Regions from separate parts of the Mus musculus genome. Here region 1 is linked to region 2. The links are chromatin contacts, called in public promoter capture Hi-C maps. All regions are on one chromosome and are shown on one strand. Each heading gives the region's core, a stretch centred on a gene start, on an enhancer-like site or on the middle of the called end of the contact. The rest is flanking DNA. Distances are from core to core; before and after follow the strand shown. Region 1 holds the start of Gstk1 (glutathione S-transferase kappa 1). Region 2 holds the start of Trpv6 (transient receptor potential cation channel, subfamily V, member 6).

Region 1 (5,250 bases), core at 2,076-4,575, 610 kb before region 2:
TGCTCAACTGCAAGTAACAGGTTATCTAGCCTAGTCAAGACAGATTGTCTCCTTTTCCCAAAGTCTGGAGGTAAGCGGAAAAGGCAGAGGGCACAAAGAAGTCAAAGTCACAGAAACTGCACCAGGGGGCATCACAGAGGCCAGCTAGCCTCATTTCTCCATTTCACAATGAGGACACAACACAGAACAGCCATTTATTCCTTGCTTAGAGGCACAGACTTTTGTCAATAGCATCATTAAACGCCATATCCCTAGAATTCAAGCCCGGAGTGCTTTTGTCCCTTTGCCTTAGAATTCCTAACAGTCTCAGGGTAGGTTCTAAGACCTGTAGATTCTCCTCAAGATTTTTGGAATAGAGTCATGGCTACAACTACCTGTTAGCTTCCAGACAATGAAAGGGCTTCTGATTAGGATGCACGTTAAAGTTTAGAATTAGTGGTGTTCCAACCTGAGATCTCTTAAGGAGCTATTCAAAGTCCCAGTATGAAGGCTATTCCCTAATTGATGACATCAGCCTTTCCAGGATGACACTTGGCACTCATGGCTATGTCAGTGTACAGCCCAGGTTGAGAAGCTACAACCTGACCTCCTATGAGCTATTGTTCCTAATAGTTAAATGAGTTGTTGAGAAACAGGGGAAATGGATGAGCCACTGAAGTGAAAAGATATGCTAATATTAAGTAAAACCAGACTAAACACACATCACACTCACTCACACACACACACACACACACACACACACACACACACACACACACCACACACACTACAGACCCCACGTATATGCCTTTAGAAACTAGATATAGACACTAGAGGGAAATGTAGCCATTCTTTGCATATCTAGCTTAGGAGTGATTTGGTGTCTCACATAGTAATAGAATATGTGTCAAGTATCATTTGTATACAGGAGAAAAAGATCATTTTCAGTTTCTTGACTTCATTCCAAAGAACATCTAACTTTCAAAGCCCCCTCCCTGTCTGGCATGCACTCCATGTTTTGAGCACTTTTCATTTATTTCTCACTGAGCATCTGTTTAATTCTCACTTGTCAGTTATCTTTTTGTCTGGGTAAAGTCTCCTGCTTTGTGATGGGCATACATCAGTGAAGCTTGCGCTGGGAATCCCTGGAGGCCTGAGAACAGAAGGCTCCATCCTTTCCCATCCAGGGTTCCCACATGGTCCTCCCTTTCCCACACTGACTTACTTCATTTTTTTTTTTCATCAAACCCATTTTATTCATATGCTATCCACAGTAGACATTTTGTTGCTGTGGCTGGGGATTAAACTAAGGGACTCAAGCAGACTAAGTATGAACTGCGCTTAAGTACGAGCTACAACCATAGCCCACAGAACATTCTTCAAAGAATCCTCTTCATCCCAACTTTATAGTAACCTGTCCCCTCAGACACTAACTTTCTCAATCGTTAAGAACCCTTCTTTGTTCTCAGATTCCCTGTGACAATAGTAGGGAGTCCAGTCTAGACACTCACAGCCAGAATGCTCTGATACTCCGTGATATCTTCATCCTAAGAAGAAGAGAACATTTAGCCAGAAGGAAATAGCAAAGAGACCGGTATGACAGCAGGATCCTATTTCTGGAAATTGCCCCGGGCAAGGTCAGAATCTCATCTAGCTCCCCGTCCCCTCCCTCCAGGATTCAGAGTTTAGCCCTTACTCGAGACCATACACGCATCCATATCTCTCTGGACACCTTCTCCAGCATCTCTGGTTGCTCCATGCTTACAGTGGTGAGGAAGCGCATGGCATTTATACTTCCTGTGGGGGCAGAGGCATGTAGAGCTAAGATTCCTATTCCTTTTGTCCTGATGGAGGACCGTGTCATCCTTCCTTCAGACACGCCCCCAAGCTCATCCTTCCTTCAGACACGCCCCCAAGCTCATCCTTCCTTCAGACACGCCTCCAAGCTCATCCTTCCTTCAGACACGCCCCCAAGCTCATCCTTCTTTCAGACACTCCCCCAAGCTCCGTCACCTGCAGTCTTTAATTCCAGTTTCTCATAATGGATTTACTCTATGCAGTTCTTGCTTCTCCCATCCCTCTCTTTTGGCTAGCTGATGCTGGGTTCCCCACACAAGCATGTTTTATTTCTTGATATCCTATGAAAGCCTCAGCTGGACTGCTCTCCACTACATTCCCCAGTGTTTCTGACCCTCTTCACTTATTTATTTCTGTTTCCTCTGAAACTGGAGTTATAGGTGGTTGTGACCCACCATTGTGGGTGCTGGGAATTAAATTAGGTCCTCTGGAAGAGCAGCCGGTGCTCTTAACTGCCGAGTCTTCTCTTCATCCTCCTCCTCACCTTTCTTCACAGTCTCACCAAAGAAATCCTTGGGTATGTTGAGGGGAACCTGGAAGAACTGCTTCAGGAGAGGAATCTCTTTGAAGATGTACTGGCCTTTTCGGGGAACCATAGCAGGTGGTTGGTTTCCTGGCAGTGGAGAGTTAAGACAACTGGTGAGAGAGGACATGAGGGTCTACTGGAACCTCTCCAGTAGAAAGCAAACTACTAGTTTAGGCTGAGGTCTGCATACTCAGTGCAGGACAGGCCCCTCAGGCCACAGAAAGCAACCCTCCTTGCCCAGAGAGGTGGAGCTTCTTCATGCTTACCGCTGTCTTTCATGATCCCAGCGATTAAAGTGGGCCGCAACTGCAGCTTTATATTCCAGAGGTGTTGGTATCTGCATAGGACCTACAAGTGCAGAGATAAGAAGGGGAGCTTGTGTGGCATTTGAGGGCTGTCTTCTGCCTCTAAGTGCTGGACAGAGATGGGGACTTCACACTGAACTGGTTGGTTTAATAGGACAAAACTCTCAGTTCTTTGAAATAGATACCAGAATGCTTACTCCAGTGTACGGTTTTCATCCCGTAGAGCATCCTAGCGCCCCTGATCCCCCTCCCCGAACTTGACCTAGCTTCATTGGAGTTGCCTCTGTTCTTTCTAGGGTCTGTGGAAAGAGAATATTTGACCTTAGGATCAGGACCCTACTTGGCGGAGTCTCGGTCCGTTTAAAGGCACAAAGTGAACTTGAACCTGAACCCTGTGCTAACCCTGAGGGCATCCACTGGAATTTCTGCAGCCCGGTGATCAGTGCCCCACTGTGCACTCGCCTCGCAGACCACAACCCGGGCGGCTCCCCCGTGTCACCTCAAAGCCCAGCCAGGAGTACGGGGACAGCACGTCGTAGAAGAGTTCCAGGATGCGCGGCGCCGGCCCCATTCTACAGTGGTGAGAGAAAGTGAACTTGAAGCCTTGGGCTGCCGAAGAGCTTTAGGTAGCTGAAGAGCAAGCAGCCAATCGTAGTCCGCGAATTGCAGGCGGGTCTGCTAAGGGCCCTAGTGCGCAGTCTCCGGGAGAGGCCCCGCCCTATAGGGCTGGCCCAGGGGTGTACACGGGTAGACCAAGAGCGGATGAGGAAGGCGGAGTCTGAGATAAAGGGGAAGGTCAGATCCAGAGAAGGATCTCAAGTGTGTGCAGCCAGCTCTAGAACTTTGTCCCTCAAGCAAGAAGGCAATACACAAGGATCCAAATTTGCGTTGGATGACGTTTAAAGACCGGCAATATGGAAGTTCCGAATTGCATCTTTTATTGTATTCACTTTCTCAGAGATAAGAACAATGTTTAGAATGAATTTGACAGTTGACATAGTGGTCTTTTAAAAAATCTTCATTCTATACATTACAGCACACCCAGGGGATGCCTGAAACTGTAGATGAAACTCTACATATTATGTTTTTTTTCTACACACAGTAAATTATAACTTATAAATTAGGCACATTAGTGATGAATGCTAGAAGAACCATAACATGCCACACTAAAATTTGTGCCTTATTATAATAAAAATGTTACTTGAACATAAGTATTTCATCAGTACAGCACTTGATCTGATAACGGAGGTGGTCACAGAAATGGAGGTAGGTAATATATACAGTGTGGACACACTAAACAAAAGGATGACTTACATCCCAAGAGGGAAGGCACAGGACTTCATCTGCTACTAGTATTATTCATTTATTTAGGGTTTTTGGGGGAGTGGGGTGGGGTCTTGATATGTTGCTTTGTATATCCTGGAACCATATACTATTGTTATCATTTATTATTAAAAGTTTTGGTATTATAGATGATATGGGGGGAAAAACAAAAATATATTCCCTTTTCGTCTGTGGAGGGGGTTTAGTGGGTCAATGGTGCAACTGTGTTGACCTGATTTTTGATCTTCAGAGTACACATGATGCTGTGTTTAGTAGCATTAATCTGTAATCCCAGTGTTCCTACTATGAGATAGGAGGTAGAGACAAGAGAGTCCTTGGAAGCTCCCTGGCCACTTATCTTAGCATACATAATACTGCTGTATATTCAGAACCTTGATTAAACAAGGTGGACAACAAGGAAAGACCTCCTCATGTGGGGTGCCCACATTGTAATATTCAAACATACGCACATCACATACTGACAGGTTAAAAATGTACTTACTTTTATTTTCTTACACCATTATATTGCTGAGAGTAATAGCTAGTGTTAAAAGAAAGCTTTAGACAACTTAGAGTACCTTTAGCAAAGAACACTTCAGACATTAGGTAGCATCAGGAGAGGTTCAAAGAGTGCCACTCTGCAATGTGGGCGTTTAATATTTACAGACAGAAAAAGTGATTAAGGCTCAGAAATAACTGGTCATGGTGAGGAGTTGGTGGTACTAAGACGTGATCTTCTGATGGTTGACTACCTGTGGTTCGTTAAACTTAGATGCTTATAATTGGATGAAACCCAGCAGCTTGTTGGGAAACTCAGGTTCATAAGTTCTCTATTTCTTTAATAAATTACACTGTAGTTCTTTGAATGGAAACTTGAGGTACAGAGACAACCTTCAGTTACTGGAGTCACTGGCTGTGCACTTATCCAGTTGAACCCTAGACACTGATTAGAGCTGTTGAAACAGAATGTTAAACAAAACTACATAAGGTAGCCAAAGGACCCACAGAAGAACTAAACATAATAATAATAATTACTAGACATTGGAGGATGGAGGGAAAGATTGGTATTTATGCATGAAATTTTTATCTTCTTACATAAGGTAGAGACAATGCTTATATTTGAAACCCCAATAAGCAGAGCCATAAATTAATCCCAGAAAAGCTTTAAATAAGCTGCCTTTTCAATTTAGTAAAAGATTAATTATTCAATGAATGATATTAGGATGAGAGGTTTTAGTAAAATATAGTTGGATACATATA
Region 2 (5,181 bases), core at 2,534-5,033:
AGAGAGAGTCACTAGAAAGAGAAAGAAGAAGAACTGGAGAGGACGATGAAGCCAGAAATACAGAGTTCTGCAGAGACTACAAAGAGCTTTAGACATAGATATACATGCCTACATACCATACATGTGCAACACACACATGTGAACAAACTATCCACTACATATACATATAACACAATACATACATACTCAACAAACACATACACATATAAGGCATACAAACATAGATTGCATAATAGTAAAACTACATATATGTACCACATACACATGTACATTCTACATATAATAAACATACATACAACATATGCCAAATGCATACATACCCTAACAATACATCATAGGTACAACATATACATATTAGCAAGCATATGTTAAATACATACATAGCACATAATACTGCATATCCCACATGTATATACACTGCACGTATTACAAATTCTACTTGCTGTACACACCACACCCAAACATAGTATGTACCACCCCCACATACATTTCATTCAACTTATATGTACACTTCATAAACTATGACATATACAACACACATACACAGAAGCACACATTGTATGCTACATATATATCATATCATATATATATCCAAAGCAATTTTTGCCTACCCACTAGCCAAGTATAAAGCACACACATACTTTATACTCTATCAGTGGCTTTCAATGAAAGTTGATTTTGCTTCTTGAAGATGTTGGCAAGGGAGACTATTGTCACTTAGGGACTAGAGGTTCAGAAGTTGCTAAGCATTGAAAGATGCATGCATCAGGTCCTACAGGAAAACAAATTATTCCAGAATGCACAGTACCTAGGTTCAGCAACCATACCAAATGCAGAATCTGGTATTTCAGGCCCATTCTCACACAGAAGCCCAGATAGACACATATAATCTCATTAACCTCTCTAGCCCCACTTCATGTGACCCCTAGAGGGGGTCATTAATATTTTGATGCCTCCCCATCACCCCAGCATATAATGGGAGTGGAGGTTAAGTTCAAAGCAAAAAGAAACAGACAGAATGAACTGCTCCTGTGCAGTGCCTTGGCCTGTTCTAGACTTGTCGTCTGCTGACCATGGTAGAGGATGCTAAATCGCAGGCTCGGTGTCACAAGTCTCCTCAGGCTTGTCATCAGGATTTAGAAATAGTGAGATTACAAGTCTCACAACTTCAGACCAATCCCTGTGATAGCCTGTGTGTGCCCCTCACTCAAACACAGATAGCATGCAACATGAGAGTATCTCTTGGCTCTAGGAGGTCAAACTAATTCCTCTCTCAGTGGTGGCATGGGGACAAAGCTACTGTGATCTTCAGATGCTTTCTGTCCCCTCAAAACCAGAAGTCCAGGAGGTATAGGGGGACATACCTGTCAACTGCAGGACTGGAAGGGCCTGATGGGGGTGCCAGTGTCAGACCTTGGATAAAGACAATAGTCTACAGCCTCATTCTGCCCTAAGAATGTGATGTGGGCTACAAAAAGAGAGAATTTTGATGTCCAAATTTGTGACTGTCAAGTCACCCCAATTGTACCTCTACTCATTTTGATACTATTGTCAATGTCCCATCTGTAGCACTACCCGTCTGACAACAAAGCCAAGTGAAGGAAGCCAAGCAAAAAGAGGAAAGATATTAGAAAATTACTTCTTCCTTCTGACTTTCTATCATTTCATTCCACAGCATGATAGAAGCCTGGCTGTGTTGTCCACTCACCCGCTGGTGACTAAACTGGGGTCCTTTCCTAGAGCTGAAAAGAACAGAGAAGGTGGAGTTGGTCAGCGTCAGACAAACACTTGGCTTAATGGGCACAAAGGTCCTGGGTTCAAGGTTTGGATTCTAGCCTTCCCCCCACCCAGCTCGAACTCACTGACCCTAGGTGGGTGGGGAAGGCAGCTAATCGAAGTGCATTGTTTGCTCAGGGCTGTATGGCCTGGCCTTAGGCCCAAGAGCAGGAACACAAGCAGCTTTCCTTTTGAAGGTGGCCTTTCCATACCCCACCCACACAGTTACCTTACTTTTGCTCCCAAGAAATCCCCCCACACATATGCTTGAGCTTGGTCATGCAAACTTAGTCCCACACAATACATATGGCACACCCCACCAAGCAAACACATACTACATCATGCATACCACACCTAGATACTAAACACATACATACAACATACCATTATTACATGCATATTAAGCATAAAACATAAACACGTATTTCATGTACCGTGTACATTACATGAAAAGCATATATTCCATGGATGTATCATTCATTAAACATGCAATACATACAATGCCAATAAACAAAAAATATATACATTGCATATCCTACATACACATACATAAGACCCCCATACAGTATCATAGTCAACACGAAGCTTGCATACAAGAAGCACCACAAACAGATCAAAGGTGCATATAAAATATACATACCATATGTCAAACACATGTTGTATACACAATATAGCACCCAGAGCACAGGCATATCACACACACACACACACACACACACACACACACACACACATATTGAGCCTTCCTGATCTTTGAATCAGACATAGAAAACAACAAGCTGAAGCTGGAGAGTGACATACAGACACCTGTGACTTCAACAGCCATCTGCCATCCCAGATAATTGAGCCCCCTGGGAGGCAGAAGAATTTTGAATGAGGCAGAGGTTCTTCCACATAAGGCAAATAAGCCAGATTTATCTGCAGGTTGGCCCCTGCTGCAGTTCAATGCTGCTGCTGCTCCTGCTGCTGCGACCCAGGATGCCTGTGACTTTGTCTGTGGAAGTCTTAACTCTGGCAGAAATCATTTTGCCTATTAGCGTGAGTGCATGAAAAAGCCTAAACAGGGCAGACTACAGAGCACCAGGTGAGTTTGGGTTTCACTTCTCACTTCTCAGACCTCAAGGATTCGCTCTAGCACTTGGAACCTCTATTATCTCCATGGGCAAAATATGAATAGTAACTGCCTTATAGGTTCCACGTGAGTTTGTGGAGACACACTCAATTGTTGCGCCTAGTGCCAGTGGCAATGACCCAATGTCTTTATGGGGAGGTTGCTAGATAAAATGCTCTAGAGCATATAAAATATTTATATTTATTGAAAAAAATTATCTAGGCATTCTTATAGCTTTAATTTCCAGACAAAGTTTCCCTGTGTAGCACAGGCTGCCCTCCAACTTTCCATTTTCTGCATCTACATATACAGGGCTGGAATTACAGGTTGGTGCCACCTCACTGGGACCAACCTGTGTCTTATTTGGTAACCCACCTACCCCTAGAAAAATCCCAATCTTCCACCACTAGATTTTATACCCTGACTCACTAGCTTGGGGATGGATATTACATCATTAAATGGTGATAATGGAGACCACCCACAGCCAAAGAGAAAAGACTATACTGGGTTTATAATGCCTAAAATACTTACATGTAGTGTCTGGTACTTTACAGAAACCAGTGCTAACTCAAAGTGGGTGAGATTTTTGCTATTTATATATTTGTTCAGGGCCAGGTGAGACATTTAACCCTGAGAGTCAAGAGAACTTAAAACCCAGACCTTCAGTAAAAACAGACAGAAGTTCCTCCATCCTGCAATGAGCCTGACCTGTCCCAGCCTTCCTAGAAAAAGGTCACTGGGTATCCCAAAGTCCAGGGGCCAGCTCTTTAATCTCTTTGAAGACCTAAGAACAGGGGAAGAGTTCCAGGGTGGAGAGAGTTGCAGCTGACGCATGGTCTCAGTAGGCAGGACTTTGGGGCCTGTCTCTTTAAATCTCAGGTAATTTGGGAGGAGGGAGGGAGTGCCCACATAGCTCCTGCTCACTCCCAACAGGAGCTCCAGAGACACAAGCCCAGCAGATTTCCAGCCCGGCCAAGAGGAACAAAGCAGGAGCCCTCTTCAGGCTCCTAGGGGCAGCCACGGGAAGCCTCAGCAGCTCCACAGGTGAAGTAGGAGACAGAAGACAGGAGACGGGACCTCTACAGAGAGAGGACAGGCCGGCTCTTGGGGGTGCCAATGTGGCCCCAGGGTCGAGCCCAGTTGGGGTCTGGCATCAGCCTCAGCCCCCCAAGGAACCAGCCTTCCACCCCATGGGGTGGTCCCTGCCCAAGGAGAAGGGGTTAATACTCTGCCTATGGAACAAGTTCTGCAGATGGTTCCACAGACAAGAGTCCTGGGCTCAGAGCCGAGACGAGCAGAACCTGCTGCAGCAGAAGAGGTAAGTTTGCCATCTGCTTCTGCGTCTTCTACCTCTGCAGCAGCAGGGCTTACACCCCACCCCTCCTGGCTTGCTTGAGTCTTCTCTTAGCACCCTGTCTGGACAGTTTGTGCCCCTTGTTAGCACCGTCTCCTGAGCCTTAGCCTGTGAGCCTAGCTGGCCAGAATGTCAGGTGGGAAGTTGCCTGGGCACAGTTGTTAGTTTCCCTTAAGGTACCATTCATTTCTGCAGGATTCCTGTGAGTACTTCCCCAGTAGCCAGGCATCTCACTACCCCCTTGTAAGCTATCTCCCCAAAAGGTGATGGTGGCAGCGTAATATCTTATGTATCTCTACTCCATGCCCCTACAGCAGACTATAACAGAAACACATTTTATATAGAAGCATGCATGTGGAAATGAATGAGTGACTGAATAAATAAAGAGGTAAGAAAAGATGGCAAAAAATATGAAAATACATATCATTCCTGTGCATCTGTCTCAGCTACTTGAGTTTAAAGAACCAACAATGCTCGGTTGCAGCCTGGAGTGTCTTCCCCCTCTATTCATGGGTTGGCATGGACTCCTGGGCTCAATGCCAAAGATGCTCACCATGCTATCTTTCAGGCTAGGGGGACTGGGAGAGAGTCTGGAGTTTAAGCCCTTAGAAAATCTCCTATTTTGATTCTATCTGCTAAAAGTAGACTTCCTTCTATTTACTTGGTAGCCACTCCTGACTCATGGCATCTTAGAGTTGGCTTTGAGAGCAGGAAAATGGATGATCCACTGGATCTTGGGCCCAACCTGTGAGCACTCTTCTCTCTGACATTGCCATTGGGGTTCCACATCCATTTGGTGACATGCTAAAAGGAAGTCCTGCTTTTGTGGCTTCCCTCCAAGGCAATTCAGTGACAGGTAGCATGTGTATTCACAGAGGAAAGGCAGAAAGTTTTTGTCTTCAGGTTTTTCTCCATCTCTGAATGCAGGGCTTGTCTTAGC

The links. Promoter capture Hi-C pulls out the DNA fragments that hold promoters and counts their contacts.
Region 1: a promoter capture Hi-C map of embryonic stem cells shows a contact between it and region 2, with 4 times the contacts expected there. The contact joins the promoter of Gstk1 here to the promoter of Trpv6 in region 2. A contact is called at or near these places in 8 of 39 promoter capture datasets (the 3T3-L1 cell line, the C10 cell line, the HPC-7 cell line and 5 more), 1 of 484 Hi-C or Micro-C datasets (embryonic stem cells) and 1 of 115 datasets of contacts at active chromatin or transcription factors (stem cell-derived neural progenitor cells).

The regions. Positions count from the first base shown.
Region 1 is chr6:42,244,010-42,249,259 of GRCm38.p6, reverse strand. It overlaps Gstk1 (glutathione S-transferase kappa 1), which reads right to left and starts at 3,325. Exons shown (of 8, transcript NM_029555.2): 1 at 3,167-3,325; 2 at 2,629-2,710; 3 at 2,321-2,449; 4 at 1,676-1,776; 5 at 1,491-1,526. The coding sequence starts at 3,238.
Region 2 is chr6:41,635,007-41,640,187 of GRCm38.p6, reverse strand. Trpv6 (transient receptor potential cation channel, subfamily V, member 6) reads left to right here and starts at 3,783. Exons shown (of 15, transcript NM_022413.4): 1 at 3,783-4,205. The coding sequence starts at 3,958.